Linked DNA regions of Mus musculus: region 2 is linked to region 1. Evidence: chromatin contacts called from public HiChIP or PLAC-seq data. All regions are on one chromosome and are shown on one strand. The core of a region is the stretch at or near the end of the contact, and the rest is flanking DNA. Distances in the headings are between cores, read along the strand shown. Region 1 holds the start of Nmnat3 (nicotinamide nucleotide adenylyltransferase 3). Region 2 holds the start of Rbp2 (retinol binding protein 2, cellular).

The links. HiChIP or PLAC-seq counts read pairs in DNA pulled down with a chosen protein or histone mark.
Region 2: a contact with region 1 is called in a FOXA1 HiChIP or PLAC-seq map of pancreatic cancer cells. The contact joins the promoter of Rbp2 here to the promoter of Nmnat3 in region 1. A contact is called at or near these places in 1 of 39 promoter capture datasets (the HPC-7 cell line), 3 of 484 Hi-C or Micro-C datasets (the G1E-ER4 cell line and uterus), 1 of 115 datasets of contacts at active chromatin or transcription factors (pancreatic cancer cells) and 2 of 9 other capture datasets (adipose tissue and liver).

What each region holds. Positions count from the first base shown.
Region 1 is chr9:98,293,901-98,298,767 of GRCm38.p6, forward strand. It overlaps Nmnat3 (nicotinamide nucleotide adenylyltransferase 3), which reads left to right and starts at 2,670. Exons shown (of 5, transcript NM_144533.3): 1 at 2,670-3,080. It overlaps Gm46126 (a long non-coding RNA gene), which reads right to left. Exons shown (of 2, transcript XR_001779264.2): 1 at 4,186-4,867; 2 at 3,297-3,479.
Region 2 is chr9:98,487,903-98,492,769 of GRCm38.p6, forward strand. It overlaps Rbp2 (retinol binding protein 2, cellular), which reads left to right and starts at 2,635. Exons shown (of 4, transcript NM_009034.4): 1 at 2,635-2,780. The coding sequence starts at 2,708.

The DNA.
Region 1 (4,867 bases), core at 1,420-3,919:
AGTTTAAAAGGCCCATCATTCTTGCTCAACATAGAGGCTTTCTAGTGGAGGCTGGCTTCAGTAGCCATAAAAGAAAGACTTGCCACCAATGCTGTCTGCTCTTTGGTTGTAAGAGAGCACCCGCCTTCTGAAGCACTTGCAGTGGTTGAAAGGCCCGCCATCTTTGGTCATTTTAAAAGTCCACCAGTCTCTTTTCACACATCCTATTTTTTTATTCGACCAAAGCTTGCTCTTTCCGAAGGAGAACTTAGAAGTCAAGGTAAGAAAGAATTGCCTCACTAAATGCGGAGGATGGCCAGTCAATCGTCCCATGTGCAGTTCTTCTGAGGACCAGTTCTTCAGAAGGTCCTCAGAACACAGCCTAAGATGACCATTCTCAGCTAGCTATGCATTGATGGCTGTCCAAAGTGCTCCTAGTGAGGGAGACATCCTCAGAACGTGTTAACTGACAGAAGACAGGAGCAGAGAGAGAACGGTTATCCAAATGCTGATCTCATGTTGGTAATGGTAATTTCATGCCTAGAAATCATTTCAGAACTGTTCAAAAAACACAGGCTAATTTGTCAGCTCATTTTTATTCCCTGGGGACTCGCCTCCTGCAGATTTCCCTTGGGCGGGATAATCCCAAGCCATGTTCATGCTTGGCATACTGCTTTGTAGACTATTCCTTCAAGATTATGCTGATTCTCATCACGTGTTACAGGGGAGTGCTGGCTTAACAATGCCTCCTCACTGTGCACTTGCCCTGCCCTCTAAACTATTCTACTTACCTGCAATCTTATACCTTATAAACTTCCACTCAACTGCACGTACCATAGTCTACTTAGGAGAGACTCAAGCACATATTCTCCATCAAATCCTTTCTGTGATGGTATCTCTAGATGTCTTCCTTTAGTGAACAGGGTCATAGAGAAATTAAATGTACCCAGAGGCTCCCATTCTACTTATGATGGAGTAGCCAGCTGTGACGGGGATCCTGTTATTCCCCTTCAGAATAAAAGCAGCTAGGCTTCGGTCCAGCCTGGGTTTCTCAGGCCTGCCTCTCCCCGCTATGTTAGCTAAAGCCTGGCTGTTATATAAGGTTTGTGCTGCCTTCCCAAAGCACACAGTGCTTCTCACCCAGTCTTCTCTTCAGCCAGGCCTCAGTCTTCCATGATGCAGGGTGGAAATCTTCCTCTGAAGGAGAAGTCATTGTTCAGGCTCTCTCTGGCTGGCTGTGTCTAGTCTCTGCCTCCACAGCCCCGGGTCCTGACTCAGAAAGACTTGGCCTTTGGTTAATTTATGAAAGTAAACCAACCTGTAGGAGTGTGTACACTACATATGCTCACAGATGCCTCCAAATTTTGTGACACACCACCTACGCTGCTGGCATCAGTAAGAAACTATCCAAAGGACACTGTACACTTAGCTACTATCGTGCTGCTTGAACCTCCTCCAAAGCCATCGAGGTAGAGGGTTGTTTCTACTGATTACAGGGAAGGAAACTGAAACCTGAGTAGGTAAAGCTGCTTGCTTGGGGTCACTTTATGGAGGTGCATTGTACCCTAAGTTTCCCAGAAGAAACGCAAAGGGCACAGGGTCTACTGCCTGAGTGGGGAGGTATCTTTTCCCTGGTTTCTTAGTGGGGCTACCTGTGTGCCCACATACTGATTAATGGCAAAGGTGTGGCCCTTCCTAAGAGCCTGGGAATATCATGGGAGACTGGGGATAGAAACTGGGTCCAGAGCTAGCTCTCCACCCAGGAGTTGATTTATCACTGTGGCTAGGAGGAGGGGGGAGCTTAAATGTTTAGCATTCACAAGCCTTGACATCACCCTTGATTTTTCCCCCCACCCTGCAACTCACTCCATTAGGATTGACAGGCCACGGTGAAGCTTCTTGTGAGGGCTGGGCAGTTATAGAGGGTTATGGGAGGCTGAGAAACTACTCTGCATTAGCGAGGCAAATTAAGGTTCTAAATTACACAAAGACCTCCGGGAGTAGGTCCTGAATCTCCAAGGATTCGGTTGCAATTTCTTAGTATGAATGAATATACTTGCCAGAAAGTCCTAATTGTATTTTCTTTCTAAAATAGCCCCCATTTTCCCCTCCCCCAAACTGTGCCAGCTTCAGAACCCCATCCCCCCACAACCTTTATCCTCACCAAGGCAGAGCTGGAGAATAGAGGTGTAAATGTGTCAGAAGAGGGAAGCAGGGGCCCAGGAAGAGTAAATCCTCATCTAACATGGCAGAAAGTCAATAGATAAATCAAGAAATCGCTATGTAAGCTCTTTTTCTTTCTTTCTTTCTTTTTTTTTTTTTTTTTTTTTTTTTTTGCGACAAAAAGTGACCATCCAAGGAAGGGACTGATGAAAAAGGGCTCTAGGTAGAGCAGAACAGGAGGGGCTTGTTTCTTTCATTGTAAGTAGCTATTTTATACTTTAAGAACTGTTCATACATTGCTTGATATGGTTTTAATTCAGGCTTTTAAAAACCAGAGTGAAAGTTAGATGAAAGAAACAAACAGAATACAAAACTAAAAAAAAAAGTAAAAAATGAAAACACAGAGCAGAAAGGCCACAGATGACAATCTACTGAGGACCTGAAGAGCGGGGGCGGGGCACGGGGCGTGGTCTTAGGTCGCTGAGGGGGCGGGGCAAAGCTCCGCTCTGTCTCCCGGGAGTTCCGCCCACAGCAGGAAGCTGGGAGCGCAAGGTCAAGTTCACTCGCGGCTCCGCCCCCAGCCTGGGTCAAGACTAGTTAGTCTTAGGGCGATCTGCGGGGTGACCCATCCTGGTCGAGCAGCAGATCCGCGGTCCCTGTTGACTCTGAGCGGAGCCCCGCGACGCGCAGGTAAGCACAGCCAGCGACCTTGGCTGCCTGCTTCGCCCGCGTGGGTGTCCACGAAGCCTTGAGTCCCCGCGTACCTACCAGGCCCACGTGACTCTCGGGGGCGGCGACTCGGGCGCGCGCGCGCACGACAGAGTCAGATGGCTGTGGAGCGCAGAACCACGCTAGCCCCACGGTCACTTTTCTGACCGATTGGCTCGAGCTGACACGGGTTCGGATCCCCCCTGCAGCACGTTTACAGTCAGTTAAAAGTAAGTGTGTGACAATTACAGCGTATTGTTCAGTGTTCTCTTTCTATTGGCCTAAGTGGGGTTCCAGCGATTGTCACGTGTAGCGTGCTGCCCCGCAGAGCACAGACTAGCGAGGAGACCTCCAGCAAAGGCAAACCACACACATTAAAGTATGACAGTTCAAATTAGTAGGAGCTGTGGAGATAATTTTTAAGATAAGTAAATAAAAGCGCAGGGTGCTGGAGAAGTTTTATTACGTTTCCCGTCAGCAAAACCTGCTGGAGCTAAAGCTACCCCGTGAATGACGGAATTCCAGACATAAAGTAAGGCTTGGGAAGGAGGTTCCCTTGGGATCGTCCTGCAGAGAGCTGGTGCCTGCGAGTTCCTGTCCTAGTTAGTCGACGTCAACAAGTGAGTCATCTGGAAAGAGAGAACTTGGAGTTTTTAAATGCCACCATTAGACTAACCTGACCAAAAGGGTGTGGGGGCATTTTCTTGATTACTGATGTATGTAGGAGGGCTCAGCCCACAGTGGGGGATTCCACCACACCCTTTCCCACGTCCCCCACCCCAGTGGTGGTCCTTAGTTGTAATAGGCTGAGCAAGCCTTGGAGAACAAGCCAGGAAGCAGTGGTCCTCCATGGCCTCAGCTTCAGCCCCTGCCTGGATTTCTATCATTAATGGGACTGTGACGTTGGGAGAGCAAGGCAAATAAAGGCTTCCTACCCGAGTTGCTTTTGATCAGGGCATTTGCCTCGGCAGTTTCTTAAGCCACTGTTCTAAGATGGGACTGCTTGTACTACCAGGAAATGGGTTTGTGGGAAGCAGCTGCCAGAGCTGTTCAGACAGCAGCGGGCACAGCAGGGGTGAAGGTATCTCTGCTCCTCAAGACTGAACTTGAGGTGTCTGTCTCAGAGTAAGCTTCCCCCCCCCCCCCCCCCGCCTTAGTACATTCCCCTCTGACAGATGAGTAAACTCTCACAATACAGCCTGTTCTCTAAGTTGAGGACTGGTTTAACCATTTTTTGGAAACACTTGGCTCATGCCTTTCCCTTGACACTAAGGGTTAGGAGAAGCCAGATACAAGACCTGCTCTCCTGGAGCCTGTGCAAGGTTGGCCACTTACCATGCGGACTCTGAGCCTTGTGAGGGAAGCTGCCTTGTTTCCATTTAGCATTTAGGCCAGTGGTTCTCAGCCTTCCTGCTCCTGCAGTCCTTTAATACAGTTCCTCACGTTGTGACCTCGTCATAAAAATTATTTCATTGCCACTTCTGAACTGTAATTCTGCTACTGTTATGAATTATAGTTTAAATATTTGATAGGCAGGATATCTATGTGAGCCCCCAAATGGGGTTGCGACCCACAGGTTGAGAACTGCTGGTCTAGGTACACATTTCCCAGCAAGCACCACCTGATCCCGCCAGCCCCAAGAGGCAGCTCTTCCACTGGCAGCTCTCTCCCCTGAGGCACCGTCTCTGCTGGCCCCTTGCTGAGGACCCCTCAGAACTTGAGACCAGCACAGATTTGAGAGAGTGGCTTCAGGAAACACCTGTCAGCTGCTTGGCATTTACATGTGTGTGTATTTATAATATCTTCTTTATATTTTTAAGGTTATAATATAATTACATCATCCCCCCTTTTCTCCCTTCAAAACCCTCCTGTATATCCCTCCTTGCTCTCTCAAATTCATGCCTCTTTCTTTCTTTATTATTAATACATATATGTGTATTATGTATGTATATATTGTATGGTATACACATGTATAATATATACACATTATATATATATATATATATATATATATATA
Region 2 (4,867 bases), core at 1,385-3,884, 190 kb after region 1:
ACTTAACTTGGCCAAGTTGGGCTGAAAGGAGTCAGCACTGACCAGAAGTAATCAGATAATTATTATTCACTTCAACAAGGAAGTTCCTGACAAGCTTTCAGTGATTTTTCTAGAGTGGGATAGAGTTTGGTGATGGGCATGATTCCAACAGTTGCTTTTCCTTCTGCTCAAGCATTCTGCCACTGAGGTTTTCAGGCTGACAGATGGGACCCTAACCCAGGTAGTACAGGAGCCTTCCTAGTGCTGGCCTCACCACCCAACATAAACATACTGGCTTCATGGTTTGGCTTGGGCTTTGTGCTGAGGCTGATGGGCTGATGTGTGTGTGTGTGTGTGTGTGTGTGTGTGTGTGTGTGTGTGTGTGTGTTTATATTTGAGTAATACACAACCTGAGTTTAGAATTCTTGTTTAAAAGTATTTTCCTTCACTTGTAGGAGGGTAGAGCTCCGTTGTTAGACTCTACCAAGGCTGTTGAAAAGCCTAAAGCCAACCCCACTGCCGCATTGTTCTTTTATAGATGATTTGTTGTTTTTACCTACTTAGGTTTTTTCCCCTCTGAGTTTTCACCATGATATCTTCTGTGTTAGTACTGTTGTCTTGCTTTCTCTTGCTATGATAAAAGAGTCTGACCAAAAGCAACTTGAGGTGTATTTGGCTTACACGTCCCTATTACAGCTCATCAATGAGAAAAGCCAGGGCAAAACTCAAGGCAGGAATCTAGAGGTAGGAACTGAAGCAGAGAACATGTGGAACACTGCTTACTGGCTTGCTCTCCATGGCTTTGTCAGACTGCTTCCTTATACAACCCAGGACCACCTGGTCATGAGTGGCACATCCACAGAGGACTGGGCCTTCCCATAATCAATAATTTATATAGAAAATGCCCTACATACTTGCCCACAGGATAATCTGTTAGAGGCAATTTCTCAACTGAGGTTCCTATCCAGGATTGGGTCAAATTGACAAAAACTAAGCAGTGTATGTAGCCTCTGAGTAAAGTTCTCAGCCCTTCTACTTTACAGATACTTTCTTTAGCTGTATTTAATAAACTATTTAGACAACCTCTTGCCTTTTTAACTTTAGCAACTATATATTTTAAATATTTTCTGTATTTTATATTACATGTGTGCCTGAGTGTAGCTATGCACAGTCCCTAGCAACCATAGTTTTAATTTTTAAATTACTAACAACATTTTTTGAGGCAGAATCTCACTGTGTAACTCTGGCTAACCTGGAACTTGCTAGTAGACCAGGTTGGCCTGGAACTCATAGATATCCACCTGTCACCTTCTGCATGCTGGGATTAAAGGCATGGACCACTACACCTGGCAGTAATTCTCGTTTTTAAAAAATATCACTTTGTGCCTTTTAAAGTTTGGGGGTGATTTTTGAATTTCCTTATTGATTTTAAATCTGTCTCCTGATTGCTCTCTGGAACTCCTGGAAACCTGTCTGCTTCTGGGGCTGCTTGTTCTTGGCAATCAGCTTCACCGTGTTTTCTGGTCCTGAACCTATTGTTGCTATGTCTTTACCACAGAGAACTCTGTCTGGCCTGGCTTGAATGTGTGCTTCCAGGTAATTTTACACTTGCTGAATCCCTTAGGTTAGCCCAGAAATCTAAATTCAAAGTCTAGACCCAGGCCAAAGTGGAGGACTTCTTTCGACCCACGCAGTGTCCAAGCTAAAGACACGGGCTTTCTTTGTTTCACTGTTATTTTGACTCGTGTGCAACTTCACTGAAGCAATGGGCCCCTCAAGAGACTAGGTTTCCTGTCTGTTTCCCCTTCTTGTCTTATATCAGCACCAACAGCTCTTTCTCTCTATGCCCATTTACACCCAGGCTTCCTGCTCACCACAATTAATAGCCCTTCTTATCTTCAGCCCCACCCCACCAGGCCAGCTTGCCTTATATTCTTGCATGCAAGACCTGTGGGGTTTGGGGGGACTGTTTTAAAGTGCTTAAATCTGAATGTGGAAGGCAAGTGATGAATCCCCAAAGGTCCTTTCTGTCCCATTCTGCTGTCACAGGTCACAGTTCATTTTCCAGGTTCTGTTTTTACAAGTCACCCTTGGGCTTATCATTTAACTTCCCTGAGCCTTGTAGACCTGGAGAGAGAGAGAGAGAGAGAGAGAGAGAGAGAGAGAGAGAGAGAGAGAGAGTCAGGAGGTGGGGAGGGCTGTTAAATACAACCCACAGAGCTTTTGTGAACTGAGACAAAATGAAGTTCAAGTGTGGCCTGGCACAAGAACAGTTCCTCAGATGTAAAAACCCACCATCAGCTTCACTGGCCAAATCAATGCTGGTTATGTGATAGGCAAGCCTGGCTCCGGTGTCCTGCAGAACGTGTGGGACAAATACTGAGTGTTTGTTTTCCTTAGGAACTGTATGGAATGTTCTGTGTGAGGCCAGGATCTCTGTGGGAGGCCAGTCAGCCTAAAATGAGCTGCTCCAAGGCAGTGTGTCATGGAGATCACAGGGACACGCAGACCTGGCAACGGCAGGACTTTGTGCCTGGACTGCCCACAGACCTGTTGAACTTTGCAAAGGCAAGGGCAGTTCCTTTGAGCTGGGCTTATGACCTTTGACTCTATTATCTTTATATACCTGGTCCACTAAGCTATAAAAGCAGTAACATTTAGCATAGTCTCCCTGCAGCCTGTTCCTTCACAGTCACCGAACGTCCACATCAAACCAGAGGCCACCATCATGACGAAGGACCAAAATGGAACCTGGGAAATGGAGAGTAATGAGAACTTTGAAGGCTACATGAAGGCCCTAGGTAAGAGATGAAGGGGATGGGGAGACAAGGGACATTAAGAAGACAGTAGACTGGTCCTTGAGGAGGTGCTAGTTTGGGATTCACCAGAGCTGTGTGCAAACCCTCTCTCCAGAGTTGTAGCAGGGCAGAGTCAGTTAAGTCCCGGGAACTCTCTGAGGCTGTTTTTCTACCTAGAAATGATAAGTGTGATGAGGTTAGAATGTTCTTTGCACGGTGCGTGGCTGACAGAAAACACTGAACGGAGAATGCATATACATGTGTACATGTGTTCCCACACAGTACATGCATACACACACCACGACAGATATAGTCTGCCCTGAGAGGACAACAGAATCACTCTCCTGCCTTGTCATCACCATCTCACAGGTAACCCATTGAGTTAGACATCGCCACCAATGAATAACTCCTGCTTGAGTTTTCCTCAGCCTTCACATAGAAAGCACCGAAGGACCAGCCATCCAATTCGCTACCTAGAGACATTCAAGCTCTCAGAGTTCTGAGGGGGGCTTTTGTCACAGGACTCAAATCACCCACTGCTTATTCAAGTTCTGCACTGGGCTCCAGGCCAAGGGTTGCTAATTTGTTTATGTCCCGAGTCAATGACGGGGCAGGTCTGTAGGTCTCACCTGGTGTTGGCAGAAACATGTGATTTGGGCTGTACTTGGAAGAAGATGGAGTGAGTCGCCACAGGGGACCTCCAAAGAATGGCAGCAACCAGGCACTGGACAAGGAGCTTAGCTACTGAACTTCTTTACTGCAACAGCACACTGGTCACCTTTTCTACATTGAAATTCCCCACATCCAGAGTGACATCCCTGAATGTTGGGGAGCCATACAAGCATGAGAGAAATGACTGCATATGGCCACAGATAATTTGAATATGGTGGTGAGAAGCATCTATAAGAATGGACTTGTAGGGTCTTTTTCTGCAACTAAAGAAAGACAGACAAAAATCCTCTCATTAGAGCCCCACCTACTAGGGTTAAGATACCAAATCAATTTGGAAGGGGGTGTAACAGAACCTAGGCAAAAAGGAACTATTCCTGCCACACTCCTGTCTAGCAACATGAGTGGCTAATGGAAATGGATTTCAGAACCCACATATGTAGTCAATTAGAGCATAGTTCAGAACCATAATTTTGAACATTATCACATTGATAAGGTAAGTAAACACAGAGTGAGTACAGCCTGTGCCATGCCCAAGACTTCCTCTGTGAGGTGGGATCCAGTTCTTAGCATTTCAGGGCCTTAATTTTTCCACCTGCCAAATAGGGATAATGACACTACAATACAAATTGCTGTTTCTCTAATGGTGCTGGGTACAGCTGTGATTCTGAACAACGGAAATTCGTATCACATGGGCTATTTGGAGGCATCATGGTTTCATACATGTGCTAGACAACCCAGGCACATAAATGATTATCAGAAAGCAACTTGCCTTGTGCTGTTTGCTTAAATGATACCAATTCCAGGGCCAGCAAGATGGCCTAGTGAGTAAAATCTCTGGGTACACAAGCCCCAGGACCTGACTTTAATCCCTGAAACCCATAATGGAAAGAAAAACACCAACTCAAAACCTATCTCCTGACTTCCCCATACACACCATAGCACGTGCATGCCACCAACTCCCACACCTACCACCCATGCACATACACACAACGATAACACTCCACAAAAATAGTTCCTAGTTGACTTTAGAGATAACATCCAGGTCCACTTTAGTGTCTGGCCCCTTGGATAGACTCCCAAAGGCCAACGCCTCAGTCTGAAGGTGGAAGGCAAACATTGCCATCCTCCACTGAGGCTATTATCTCACCTCGAGAAACCCTCTCTCTACCTCTGGCTTCCTCTTTTACACAAGCTTGCACTTCAGTGGCCATAAGGAACTTACAAGTTGTGACTGTGACGTTTAGATATGTCTGGGTTGATGTGCCTAGTCCTTAACATCTGTTGCTTGCTGTCTCTTTGAGCTTTAGGAATAGTGTGCCCTCGAGCATCATGTTAGACTGATTTCACTCTAAGGAGCAGACTAATTCAACTCTTGGTAGCAGGCCTCTGCTGTGTAGAGGGGCATCTGGCACTTTGTG